Linked DNA regions of Mus musculus: all the other regions are linked to region 2. Evidence: chromatin contacts called from public HiChIP or PLAC-seq, Micro-C and promoter capture Hi-C data. All regions are on one chromosome and are shown on one strand. The core of a region is the stretch at or near the end of the contact, and the rest is flanking DNA. Distances in the headings are between cores, read along the strand shown.

Evidence for each region. Promoter capture Hi-C pulls out the DNA fragments that hold promoters and counts their contacts. A called contact is a pair of places that touch in the nucleus more often than the background predicts. HiChIP or PLAC-seq counts read pairs in DNA pulled down with a chosen protein or histone mark.
Region 1: a contact with region 2 is called in a promoter capture Hi-C map of pre-B cells, with 1.8 times the contacts expected there. The contact joins the promoter of Kdm2b here to the promoter of Denr in region 2. A contact is called at or near these places in 3 of 39 promoter capture datasets (hematopoietic stem and progenitor cells, liver and pre-B cells) and 1 of 115 datasets of contacts at active chromatin or transcription factors (microglia).
Region 3: a Micro-C map of embryonic stem cells shows a contact between it and region 2, with 6 times the contacts expected there. The contact joins the enhancer-like site here to the promoter of Denr in region 2. A contact is called at or near these places in 2 of 39 promoter capture datasets (hippocampal neurons and pre-B cells), 1 of 484 Hi-C or Micro-C datasets (embryonic stem cells) and 1 of 115 datasets of contacts at active chromatin or transcription factors (memory CD8 T cells).
Region 4: a contact with region 2 is called in an H3K4me3 HiChIP or PLAC-seq map of the SCID.adh cell line, with 4 times the contacts expected there. The contact joins the promoter of Bcl7a here to the promoter of Denr in region 2. A contact is called at or near these places in 8 of 39 promoter capture datasets (the C10 cell line, HPC-7-derived erythroid cells, embryonic stem cells and 4 more), 1 of 484 Hi-C or Micro-C datasets (embryonic stem cells), 4 of 115 datasets of contacts at active chromatin or transcription factors (the SCID.adh cell line, T-cell acute lymphoblastic leukemia, memory CD8 T cells and 1 more) and 1 of 9 other capture datasets (liver).

Annotation. Positions count from the first base shown.
Region 1 is chr5:122,987,760-122,990,935 of GRCm38.p6, reverse strand. It overlaps Kdm2b (lysine (K)-specific demethylase 2B), which reads left to right and starts at 1,837. Exons shown (of 23, transcript NM_001003953.2): 1 at 1,837-2,068; 2 at 3,130-3,176. The coding sequence starts at 2,036. It overlaps A930024E05Rik (RIKEN cDNA A930024E05 gene), which reads right to left and starts at 1,582. Exons shown (of 3, transcript NR_045820.1): 1 at 845-1,582.
Region 2 is chr5:123,905,578-123,908,696 of GRCm38.p6, reverse strand. Denr (density-regulated protein) reads right to left here and starts at 1,422. Exons shown (of 8, transcript NM_026603.4): 1 at 1,331-1,422; 2 at 483-597. The coding sequence starts at 588.
Region 3 is chr5:123,056,735-123,059,704 of GRCm38.p6, reverse strand. No RefSeq gene overlaps it. Among named protein-coding and RNA genes, the nearest start is that of Morn3, 11 kb to the right of the region's middle. Within about 2 kb of position 1,629, at least 361 of the 459 cell types and tissues checked have an H3K27ac peak or open chromatin away from gene starts, as enhancers often do. A contact at or near this core is called in embryonic stem cells, memory CD8 T cells and pre-B cells, where this site is marked.
Region 4 is chr5:123,343,041-123,345,999 of GRCm38.p6, reverse strand. Bcl7a (B cell CLL/lymphoma 7A) reads right to left here and starts at 1,552. Exons shown (of 6, transcript NM_029850.3): 1 at 1,279-1,552. The coding sequence starts at 1,370. It overlaps Gm15860 (predicted gene 15860), which reads left to right and starts at 858. Exons shown (of 2, transcript NR_165267.1): 1 at 858-1,074.

The DNA of each region.
Region 1 (3,176 bases), core at 588-3,087, 920 kb after region 2:
GTGGTCCACATCCCCATGTCAATGGGTATGGAACCCAGGGCCTTAGGCTTGCTAGGCCAAATATCCCAGGACTGCGTTACAGCACCAGCTGGCCCCTGGTTTTCACAGGGATGGTTAGAAGGGCTGCCCAGAGAATGCAGCTGAGCCAACGTAGATGTAGTTTCAGTTTGGTGACAAACTTGGTGTTTGTCGCCTCATCTCTACGTAGATTTCTACCGATAACGTGCATGGATGGAATTTTTAAAAAAAAATTCAAAGAGCAGATTTGGGGACAGGTGGAAAAAAAGTACAGACCGATAAGGCAGGAAATTCTGACGTAAGGGAGGGTGACGATGTGTGGTTCACAGCTGATTTCAGGTGGCAAGGCCACTTCCTCCCCGTATCTGTCTGAACCAGTGCTCTTGACATTGGGACAAGATAAAAACAGCAGTCACCTAAACTCATAATTTCTTGAATCTGGGTTTCTCCAGGGTGCAAAATGACCTGCTTTAGCTTGTACGCCAAGCTAGCGTCACCTGGGAGGTCTCTCAGAACATCCTTGTGATGCTGTCATTAGGCCCTTGCAAGAAAGGAAGAGGCCCGGAGGGAAACAAAGTTTAGGGCCAGCATTTCTCTCAACTTAAAGGAATTCCAGGACCACTGAGGGTCAGTCAATTCTGGAAGCAGTCACAAGCACTACTTAAAAGACGGAGGAACATTGGGGATCTGCTACTCCAGGAATATTCACAAAGGCTGCCCCCCTTCTCCGCTGAGAAACAATATGGATCAATCAAGGTTGCTGTACCCCAGAAAGCCACAAACAACCACCACTTTTCTCTTAAACTGCCACACGAGAGAGGCTTACCTTTTGCCTGCCTGCATTAGAGACGCTGAATCCGATTCTCTATTCCCTCCTGTGTATCGATTTATCTCTTCTCAGCGAGTGTAGAGACTTTTTTTCCTTTCTCTTTAAAAGCCCAACTTCTATTTCAGGGCTGTACTACCGAGGCTATCCGAATGAATGAACCAAAGGCTTTCTTCCGGTCAGCTGCAGTCTGAAAAGGCTGTGGACTGGCTGTATTTCCTGTACCTGTGCGTGTGTCTCCATATTATTATTTCAGCCCCGGGAGTTTAAAAGTTATGCAGTCTGTACAGATACAGTGCTGAGGTAATTTCTTTCTGAGCCCCTCAGATGCCTCCTCCATATGGCAGGTTCGCAAATGGATAAGGGTCTGGACAGGCTGGCCCCTCCCCCCAGGCATGCAGTAGAAAAGCAAAACAGAAAAAGAAATCACACATACAAAATACTTTGAATTTAGGTCGCCAGCATAGGTAATGAGGAAAGGTGGGTGAAGGAAGAGAGGGACAGCCCTGCGTAACCCAAGCAAGAGGGGGCAGGGGCAGAGGTGGGGGGTCGTTTTGGGGGGTGCCAGGCCCCGGGGGCTTTCACGCCAGCAGGCTTGGCTAGCATTTCCGCGCCTCCCGCTGAGGCCATCCGTGCAAATCTGCACCTCCCTCCCCACCCCCTCCTCTCTTTCCCTCCCTCCCTGCCCCGCCATCTCTGGGATGCGCCCGCCGCCTGCAACTCAGCCCTCCAAAAGTCAGCTCCCGGGCGGCGGCGGCGCCTGCGTGCAGAGGCGCACTCGTGACCCAACAACAAAACAGCGATGCCAAGGCGCTAACAGCGCCCGGTGCGTCCCAGGCTCCCTTCTGGCCCCACACCTCCTACGGCTGCGGTCCCCGACACCCCCAACCCGAGCCCCCCCTTTCCCCAACTAGCCTAGCCGCAAGCTCCGAGCGCGATCGGCAACAATGTTTACGTTCCGGGGATTATGACGTCGACGCCTCCCCCCCCACAACTGCTGAAAATGGTTTCCTAGGACTTTGCAAACGGATCTGCTTAAGTGTTGGTGCAAAACTTTGTAGATATCGGCTCTGGCTTGCTCTATTTATTTATTTTTTTGCTTTCTTTTCTTTGGTCTTCCCTCCTTTCCCCCTCCGCCAAAATGCAGGGGGCAGGAGTGTTGACAATTAATTGGTGAACTCTCCTAAAAAAATGGAGGCAGAGAAAGACTCTGGAAGAAGATTGGTGTGTAGCTTTTTTTTTCTCCCCCAAATCTGTATCTGGTATATGATCGATTTATCTATCTATTTATTTTTTTGGTTGTTTCTTGCTGCCTTTTCTTTCCTTTTCTGTATTTTGCAAGAGGACCGGAAAAAAATAATAAATTGCATGCAAAAGGAAGCAAGCAGCTTACTCCTCCAGTCTCTTGTGAGGCTCAGGGTCTCAGACACTTAAGTGGGGAGGAGGCAACGCCGAAAGGCGTGGAAGGGACTGAGCGGGCTCGGGGTTCGCCTGGGATCTGGGGGGCTGCGGGGCTCGGTGCTGAGCGGCGGAGGGAGGAGGAAGAAGGATGCGGGGAGTGGTGGGGGAGTCTCCTTAGGAAGTGAGTGTGCGCGCGCGCTCGTGGGGAGATGAGGCAGCTGCTGGTGCGTTTTGGGGTCTCTGATAGAAGCTTTGTGGTGGGCTGGCTGCCTCTCTCCCCCCACATTCTTAACCTCCTCCCCTCCCCTCCTCTTCTTGCACTAGCGGTCGGTCGGCGGGGGCCGTTAGGGTCTCAACCCTTCCGTTTCAGCTTTCCAGCTTTTCTGTAGCTCGGGAGCAGCTCCAGCCTTAGTAATGCCGCCGGCCCTGGGTTCCGGCTTCCCGGGTTGGCCGCCGTGGCCGCCAGGGCTGCTGTTACCGCGGAGCCGGTTGCTGCAGCGGCTTCTCTCGGGGCCTACATCTGCCCCGCCAGCTCATACCCGGAGCCCCCTTCAGGGGTTACATAACCAGGCTCCCAGTCGAGTGGGCAAAGCTTAGCACATCACTTGGCGTGGGGGCAGAGGAAAGCCCCCAAATACCATTTCCATAGCTTCCAAAGATGCAAGAAGGGATTGCTTCGTTTAAGGGCAGTCGGGCCTTGGGGGTGTGAGCCCCTTTTTCTGCTTTCCAGCATCTTTGGCATTTGCGCAAAGTTGCTCAGATTGCAATGCTGGGGTGCAGTGGGCGCGCGACTCTTGCACCTGTTCTTGGTGGGCCCAGGGTGAGAGGAGACCCCCCCAAGTCCTCTCAGTAATGTCCGGGGTTCTCTGGTTGGGTCCCCGCAGCGTGCGATTGACCGCCAGAGATACGACGAGAACGAAGACTTGTCGGA
Region 2 (3,119 bases), core at 173-2,672:
CCACTCAAGATTCTAGTCAGACATCAAGCTCCCCCCAGACCCCTCCTCACTCCAGTACTGGGACTGAATGTAGAGGCTTTGAACTGTCTGGACAAGTGCTGTGCCACCAAGCAACAGCTCCAGGCCCTGCTTCATTTCCTTTAGGATTCTGTACCTTAGCTCTTCCATCCTTCACTATCCCCAAGGCTCCTTAGCTTCCAACAAGCTTTCCTTACAAAGGAACACCAGTCAGGCTGGGATCAGGCTCCTGGTATCTCTCTACTTCAATTGGCCAGGAAACTCCTCCAGGCCAGGACGCAAGACCCAAGTGACCCTGGAAAAGAAGGAGTCATCTACCAACCCATGGGTCCTCACTAGGCTCCCCCCCTCTTCAACTAAGAATCCACCCAACAACCAAGACAGTTGGGGGAGCGAACACGACCAAATGTGAAACTATCAATATCAGGTATAAAAACCAGCGAGCCAGTCGTTCCAACACTTACCTCCACAATAAAGGACTCGAAGAGGGTAATCCGCATCTAACTTGGCACTGTTCTTCGTATCGCCTTTGCAATCCGCCCCGCTGGATTCAGAAATGTCAGTAGCCATCTCACAAACCTGGAAACAAGAATGACACACACGACTTCACTATCTGAGAAGCTCGACCCCCGCCCCCCAAATAAGCAGCCTTGGGGGTGGGGTGCAGTCTTAGCTTCCACTGTGTATCCCCCAAACACCAAAGCTGTTTTGAGTCTATTAAAAGAAGGACACGAAGTCTCATTAGAGTCACTGATGATCAACTGGAGCCTCATCTACCTGCATCCACGGGTTTACAGGGAAGCGAGAATTAAATGGGGCCATGAAGGCTGTGTTGGGGCAGGGGCAAAAAGGGACACCAGAGGAAAAGAGGAAGCAGTAAGGGGGACAGAGTTGGGCTGGTGGCTTCAACAGAGACGGGGCAGGTCTGAGGTTGCTATGGGAGGGATGCAGCCTGCAGTTAAAAGGCTATGGACACCTTGGCACGACAGGGACGAAGTCACTCGAGGTGCCCAGAATGCAAGGTGCGGCGACAGCAAAATCCCGAAAAGAGACCAAGCCAGGGACAAGGACGGCAATGCCACAGCCTGGGGAGGGGAAATCGGGCCAGGCCTGGGGAAAAGGACAGGTAGCCCGCTGGAAGGCTGGGCTAAGGGGGACATCCCGGGGACTCCACAGGAGGCCCCCATGTGGGCGGGCGTGGAGACGCCCGGCCCGGCCCCCTTCCTGCTTTAGGCAGCGCCTGGGCCGCCTCGGCAGCGCCGCCAGCTCCCGGGGAGGCCGCCGCAGCAGCGCGAATGAGAGCGCTCATTACCCAGCCGGTCGCACGGCCCCCGCCGCCTCCGCTCCCGCCAGCTGAAGCGACACATGCAACTCCTCTTCCCGGCCACGGCTGCCCCGAAATTCGCTGCTGGGGCGCGCTCGCGCGAGACAATGAGCCTTTATCGCGATATCCCCGGCCAGCCGCTAGGAGGATGTCGCGAGACGCCACCGTGCCGGGGTGGGCGGGGCCCAAAAAGGGAGGAGCATGCGCCCATGCGTGGAGCCCGGGGGAAGGGGTGTGGGGTGGGGAAACGGGACCGAGTTGCGTAGAGGCGGCCGGACGGTAGGGGGCGCTGGCTATCCATTGGCAAAGGGGGAGCCAGCGGCTCAGGCTGTCCCTGCGCAGTGGGGCGTGGACTGGACTGGCGCAGAGGTTCTTGAGTCACAGGTGACTCTCTATTAATGATGTGGGCAGCCTTGCCCCAGTGTCTGGGCTACATCCTAGTGTCCCGACTAACCACTAACTAGCCTGATGCATAAGTCACCCCACGGCGTAGAGATGGTGGCTGAATGAGACATAGGGTTTTATTTCATTCCGATTCCCTAAATAGGAATTACTCGTGCAAAGGTCATATTAATTACTGTTTGAATTTATTTCATCAGGCTGACGACTGTTCCCATATGCTCCTTTTTGCATATTTCACCTTCTACGTGTTCTATAACGGGGATTTTCCCATCCGGTCTCAGGATTTCTGGTTTTAACCACACGGGTCCTTGTCTAAATTTTGCTTCCTTGTTTTTAGTTTGGGGAAATCCCTTCATCTGCATACTCAGCCCAAGTCCCACTTGTGAAACAGGAATAGCACTGGGACACTTTCGGAGCTCAGAAAGGGCCTGGTAGAAAGACCATTGCGTTTTTGCTTTTAACATCACCTTCATGAACTAAGCTACCCAAATATGGCCCCCCTCCCGGAACTTTCCTTTGGTGCCGGGAATTGAACCCAGGGTTTTGTGAATGCTACAGAAGAGCTCTGCCTTGAGTTACAGGCCCAGCCCTAATCCCAACACTTGGGAGACAGAGGCAGGCCAATGTCTGAGTTTTAGGCCAACCTAGTCTACAAAGTTCAAAGCTGTTGGCCTGTAAGCGTAGGGCATTTGTGTTGAACGTACAAGGCTCTGGGTTTAATCTACAGACTGGAAAAAAAAACCCCACACAGCAAAGATGTACATTTCGCTAAGCATGGTGGGTGATATGCACCTTTAATCCCAACACTCAGGAGGCAGAGGCAGGTGGATTTCTAAGTTTGAGGCCAGCCTGATCTACAGAGCAAGTTCCAGGATAGCCAGAGCTACACAGAGAAACCCTGAAACCCTGTATATATGTGTGTGGGTGTGTGGATGAGTGTTCGTGTGTGTGTGTGTGTGTGTGTGTGTGTGGTGTGTGTGTGTGTGTATGTGTGTGTGGGTGTGGTGTGTGTGTGTGTGTGTGTATGTGGTGTGTGTGTGTATGTGGTGTGTGTGGGTGTGTGTGTGGGTGTGGGTGTGTATGTGTGTGGTGTGTGTGTGTGTGTGTGTGTGTGCATTATATGCCTGTAGTTTCAGCACTTAGACAGCTGAAACAGAAGGATTGCTGAGTTTAAGGTCACCCAAGGCTACACAGTAAGACTTATGTTTAAAAAACAAACAAAAAACCAGAAAGAAAAAGAAAAAGCACACCATGATACAGAGCTTGGAGCATGGCCCAGTTGGTAAGCACGAAGACCTGAATTAGATTGCTAGGATCTATGTCCAAAGCCAGGCATGGAGACCATTGAGATGGCTTAGTGAGCAGAGGACCAGCC
Region 3 (2,970 bases), core at 380-2,879, 850 kb after region 2:
TAAGTGAGCAAGTCCATGAAACCAGTCTGTCCCACGTATTCTACTACAAAGTGGATTTTTTGGATACATTTAAGAGCTTCCTTTTCAATTATTTTTCTGTGCTATTCTTGAAGTTTATTCTCTTGGCCTAACACTCTTATAAACCCCTCTTCCTCAAGGCATATATAACTGAGGGAGACGGGACCTGAGCAACTTCTTCAGGGAGTCCAAGAATCCCTACCCTTCCAGCGTTTTAGAACAGTGATTAGGAGTCATACCTCTCATCAGCCTCAAGAGATTCTGGCCCAAGAATGTACCATTTCAAGACTTTCTTGGGGAGTTGGGGTGGAGAGGAGGCTCAGCGGGTAAGAGGAGATCCGCCACCAGGCCCAAGGCTCTGAGTTCAAACACTGAGACTTGCATGTTGGAAAGAGAGAGCTCTGTAGACTTGTGTACTGAATGTCACGCTCATACCACTACATGGGTGCAACTTACACATGCACACAGACACGGATGAATAAATCGTAAACCCGTAAATAATCTTCCTTAGAGAGTTTTACTAACTTCTCCCTTTTGAAGTAGGCGATTTTGGTCTAACAGTCGCTTCCTGCCTCATTCCCTACCACCCCTCAATGTTCAGGAACACACATGGTCTCTCACCCTCCACTTTGGTCCTAATCTCCTCTTCTGGCATCTAGACTTCCTCTCCCCAAGTCCAGCACGACTGTATTGACTGGACAGTCTCTGAAGTGCACAGACGTCACCCAGCAGATGTCAAGGTGCTCCCACAGCTACCTCCAAGACTGCCTCTACATCTGAACCACGTGACCTTCCCACAAGAACCCTTTAAGAACTGGGGCTGAACTACAGGCTTCTTGGTGTCCCCAGCCATCAGAACAGTCTTCATATATTGAACACTATCCGCTTTCCATACTTGTTTATGGAAACAAATGAACCAACCACCTTCAGGACACAAAAGCCACACATAATTCTATGCAGACTTCTTTGCTAGCCTTTATGCAATAAATCTGCCTAACAGACAAGAACCACTTACTAATAATTCTTGGTAATCTCTCCGAACACTCGGAGGCATCCGAAGTGAGTTCTGCTTTGAGCCCTGGCCTCTCAGCTCCCTGTGTAGCTGAGGATCTTGAACTCCCGAGTGATTCTCCTCCCTCTGAGCCCGAGCTACCGTGCATGATTCCTAAAATGCTTCGTGATGTTTCAAGCATTCTTAAAAAAAAAGGCTAAGAAATGATTAGGGATAAATCCAAAACTAAACTTTTCCGCCTGAGAATCCTGGCGTTCGGGAAGCTGAAGGAAGAAGATTGGGGTTCGAGGCCTGCCTGGACTGATACATTGTACTAGTCCCAGAAACACAAAATTGAAAGAAAAAACAGTTCCTTCACGTAGACATGGGTAATTATGTAAGAATCTTTAAATTAGAAAAATAATTTCTGTGTCCACAGTCCAGTCTTCACGTGACTAGGAAGGGCGGCACTGGAGGAGTCACGAACCCTAGCCGCACACTCAGGCTCGCCCTCCGTCGGTTCCGCGTGGAAGCGCGATTCCCACCCCCATCTCCCACTCACTTCCGCGAAGAGTACCCAGAGCGCAGGCGCAACCTCGGGCCCGCCTTTCAGAGACCTCCCAGACGCGTGTTGGTGATTGCGCATGTGCAGAGGGGCTAGGACGGGTAATTCCGCGGGAGCAGGTAGGTCTCGAGAACTCCCGCGACTGGCTCCTCCCACCTAAAAAAAAATTAAGCCGGCGGGGCTCCTTCGCCGTGCGCACGCGCACTGCGTGCAGGAAGATCGCGTGTGTGAAGCGAGCCTAACGCATGCGCATTTAAAGCCCCCCGAAATTCATGACGTCAGCCACACCATCCTGTTTGTAGCCCCGTTCCCCACAATCCCGCTTTTAAAGAGCTAGAATCTAGTTCTGATTGTGGTTTTGACTTATAATTTTATTTTATTGTTATTTAAAAATTCACTATGATTCTTGGTAGAAATGTAAGTTCGCATAGTGTGGTTGGCTAAATACAACAAAATGTTTTGTTTAATATTTTTGTGTATGACTGTTTTGGGGGTGTGTTCCTTGTGCCAGGGGAATCCAGAAGAGGGAGTCAGAGCACCTGGAACTGGAGTAACAGACGGTTGTTGCCTGCCATGTGGGTGCTGGGAACAGAACCCAGGTTGTCTGGAAGAGCAGCCAATGCTCTAACCACTGAGCTGTAGATATAAGGGTCGATTCTTCCTCCCGGTCCCGTGTTCCCAGAAATAAGACTCAGACTCAAAACAGATTTCCAAATACCTTGGCCATAGAGCTAGGCTCTTCTCTGACTAGAATCATAACTTATGATAACCCACTAATTTTAATCTATATTCTGCCCCATGGCTGGTTACCTGTGCTCAGGTTCCATGCATCCTCCCAGGTGGACCTCGTGCCTGGCTCTATCCCAGAATTCTTTCTCTCTCCCAGATGTCCTACCTCCTATTTCCTGCCTAAGCCATAAGCCATCAGATTTAACTATTGACAGGTGCCACAACCATACAGTAACAGCTCTCTCCACTGAGCGGTCTCCTCAGCTTTTGGGTGGTGGTTGTTGTCGTTGTTGTTGCTTGCTTGCTTGCTTTCTTTCTTTCTTTCTTTCTTTCTTTCTTTCTTTCTTTTTTCTTTTTTCTTTTTTTTTTTGTCTTTTGAGGTAGGGTTTCCCCTGAAGGCCAGGGTGTCCTTGAATTTATACTTCTGCCTTGTTTTCCCAAGTGCTAAACTTACCACCATGCTTGGTGTAAAATGCTTTTTTAAATTGAGTACTTAGGGGGCTGGAGAGATGGCCCAGTGGTTAAGAGCACTGACTGCTCTTCCAGAGGTCCTGAGTTCAAATCCCAGCAACCACAAGGTGGCTCACAACCATCTGTAATGGGATCCAATGCCCTCTTCTGGGATATGTCTGAAGCCAGCTGTAGTGTACTCATCTAAATAAAAATA
Region 4 (2,959 bases), core at 303-2,802, 560 kb after region 2:
AAAAAAAAAAAAGGACAACAACAACAGAGGCGTTACTCAAGAAATGACCCCCCCCCCCAAAAAAAAAAAAAAAAAAACAACCCAGCCTGCAGTGGAGCCTAGCCAGTTCCTATAAAGGACAGATCCAGCCAGCGGCTGCTGACACTTGGGGACACCCTCGCAGCTGCTCCTCTCCCTCTCGGACCCAGATGAAGCCGTGGGAAAAAAACCGTAATAAAGTTAAAATCAGGGAGCAGGGAGTTTTCAACAAGTCTGACCCAACCTGGTGGTGGACTACTGGCGCCTCAGGCCTGGCCTCTGGGGCCGCCTCGGTGTCAGATCCCGACGAGGGCCGAGAAAATGTTCCATCCTACTAATTATAACGAGGCCACGCCGGGCAGGATCTAATTTGAGCTTGAAAAACACGCACGGCCCACACCGAATCTCGCGGTCTCCTCCTCCCCCAGTGCAGAGAACAAAAACAACGGTCGCTCGTTCTCTCCGCAAAACAAACACCAGCTCCAGCAAGAAGGAGGCAAGACACGGCCCAGGACTTGGCTTCTGGATGCAAACATCGCGCTCCCCGAGCTTCGGGTGCCGCGCGGAGCGCGTGGGAGCCGTGGGTGCTCCGCGCCCCGGCCGCGCCACCGCCTTCCTAGCGCTCGCCCCCATCTTCCTTCCTCGCCCGGAGCCCTCGCTCCAGGCTGCCCAAAGCGCTAAATTTAAACGGCTCGCGCTCTGCAAACTCCGCAGACTCGAGGGCGCCGAGGCCTGGGAGGCGGGGAGCTGCGGGCGGGTCGGGGCGTAGGATGTGTGTGTGTATGTGTGTGTGTGTGTGTTGGGGGGGGGGGACACCGGCGCCGCGCCGCCCCGGGAGGAGACGGCGGCCCGCTCCGCGCTGCACAATGGAGCTCGCGCTCTGCCCGCCGCCGCCGGCATCACGGCCCCGGCGCGCGGGAAGCCGCTTTCATGTGACTTGCACAAAAAAACGAAATGGCTTCTGGGGCCGGCTGCGAACCCCCCTCTCCCGAGAGCCGAGCTCCGAGCTCCGGGCTCCTGCCGCCGCCGCCGCCGCTCTCGCCGCCGCCGCGCCAGGTGGGTGACCGGCGCCAAGCACACCTGGGCAGCGGACGCAGCCCCCGCGGGGCGCAGGTGACCCCGGCCGCGCGCCCTCGCCAACTCCGGGCCCGGGGCCGCTGCGCCCCGCCGCTCTACGCGCTGGGTCCGGGCTTGCTGGCGGCCGCGACGCGGTGCAGCGAGCCGGGGCGAGCGAGAGAGCGAGCAGGCGCCTCGGCTTACCATTTGCGCACTTTCTCGATAGCCGCCATGACCCTCTTGATATCATCTTTGGCCCGGCTCCTGGTCTCGGCTCGAACCGACCTGCCCGACATGGTTCTGGCGGGGAGGGAGAGAGAGAGGAAAGAGAGAGAGAGAGGGAGGCTGGGGGAGCGCGCCCGCCGGGTCCTGCTCGCCACACTCGCCCGCTCTCTCACTCGCGCACAGACACACACTCACACACATACGCGCACACACAAAGCCTGGTGCCGCCGCGCGCCCGGGGCCCAGTGCGCAAGCGCCGGGGCGGCAGCTGCACAGAGCGAGGGGGAGCGGCGCGGCCGCCAGCAGTGCGGCCTCCGGGTGCCGCCGCCCTCCCCGGGGAGCCTCGGGGACCTCACTCTGGGAAAGCTCTCCCGGGTAACCCCGACCTCCCAGCACGCGGGACGGGCCCGCGCCAGGACTCACCCAGAGGCCGCAGGTGCGATGGGGGGCCCCTCCCCCCCCCAAGACACACACCCTGGGGATGGCAGACTGCAGGCCGTGGGTGCTCTGGCTCGGGTTGGTGGCCGCGGGCGCGATCGTGCAAGTTTCTTGTCGGGCGTTTGAGTTCTCAAGAGTTGGAGGCGGCGGTTCGGGACGCGAGGTGATCTTAGAAAGAGTTGAGGCGCCGGTCTCTGGCCAGCTGCCCTGTTAAAATGTGCGAGCTAGAACGTCTCCTCCCCATGCTTAAACTAGAGTCGTAGGAAAGGTGCCCGAACCCGGTGGCAATTGACATTGTCTCTGGGCTTTCTTTCCCTTAGAGATAAGTTGTCCCAGTCACGGATCAACCTCCCTGGGGTTTGACCGAAAATGACAATTTAATCTTAAACGGCTCCTGGTGGAAGTGCAGTGTAATGACCCGGAGCAGCAGGTAAACTAGACTGGCCCAACACAGAAGGACTTATGAGAGGCTGTCTCCCTACCCTAGGACAGAGCTGGGTGACAGGATCTACCGCGGTCACCCAGTATAGGGACAGGTGGGTGTGCAGTTGCGGCTACACAGACTGGACCAGAGCGAATGCTTGTCCACGTGAATGCTGGGAAAAGAGATGACCTGAAGTGAGAGAGCTGCTACCTGGAGAGGAACTAGCGCAACATCAGTCATTTCACAGATGGACAAACTGAGTCAAGGAGTTATTGAAGGTTGCAGCAGTGACCTTCATCTGTGACTGCCATGATTCTAGTACCAAGCATCTCCCCCTGAAGTCTGGGGGGGTTGCAGGGGTTTGGTAGAGGGAGCTAGTGGGGAAATGGGTGTGAGAATCTGGGGAAATTTCCCCCAGGCTTCTTTTAACCACTTTAAACGCACGGTCCTAAAGCGAAAATTTAAAAATAAGAACAACAATCAGATGTGGTAGCCCACTCCTTTAATTCCAGGCAGAAGCAGGTAGAGATCTGTGGTTCAAGACCAACCTGGTTTATGTAGGTAGTTCCAGGACTACATAGTGAGGCCCTGTCTTAAAACAAAACAAAACAAAAAAACAACCCAAACCAAAACAAACAAAAGCAAAAAACCAACAACAACAACAAAACAATGGAGCCAGGCAGTGGTGGTACACACCTTTAATCCCAGCACTTGGGAAGCAGAAGCAGGCCGATTCTATGTATTCAAGACTCAAAGCCAGTCTGGTCTACATAGTAGTGAGTTCTAGGACAGCCAGGG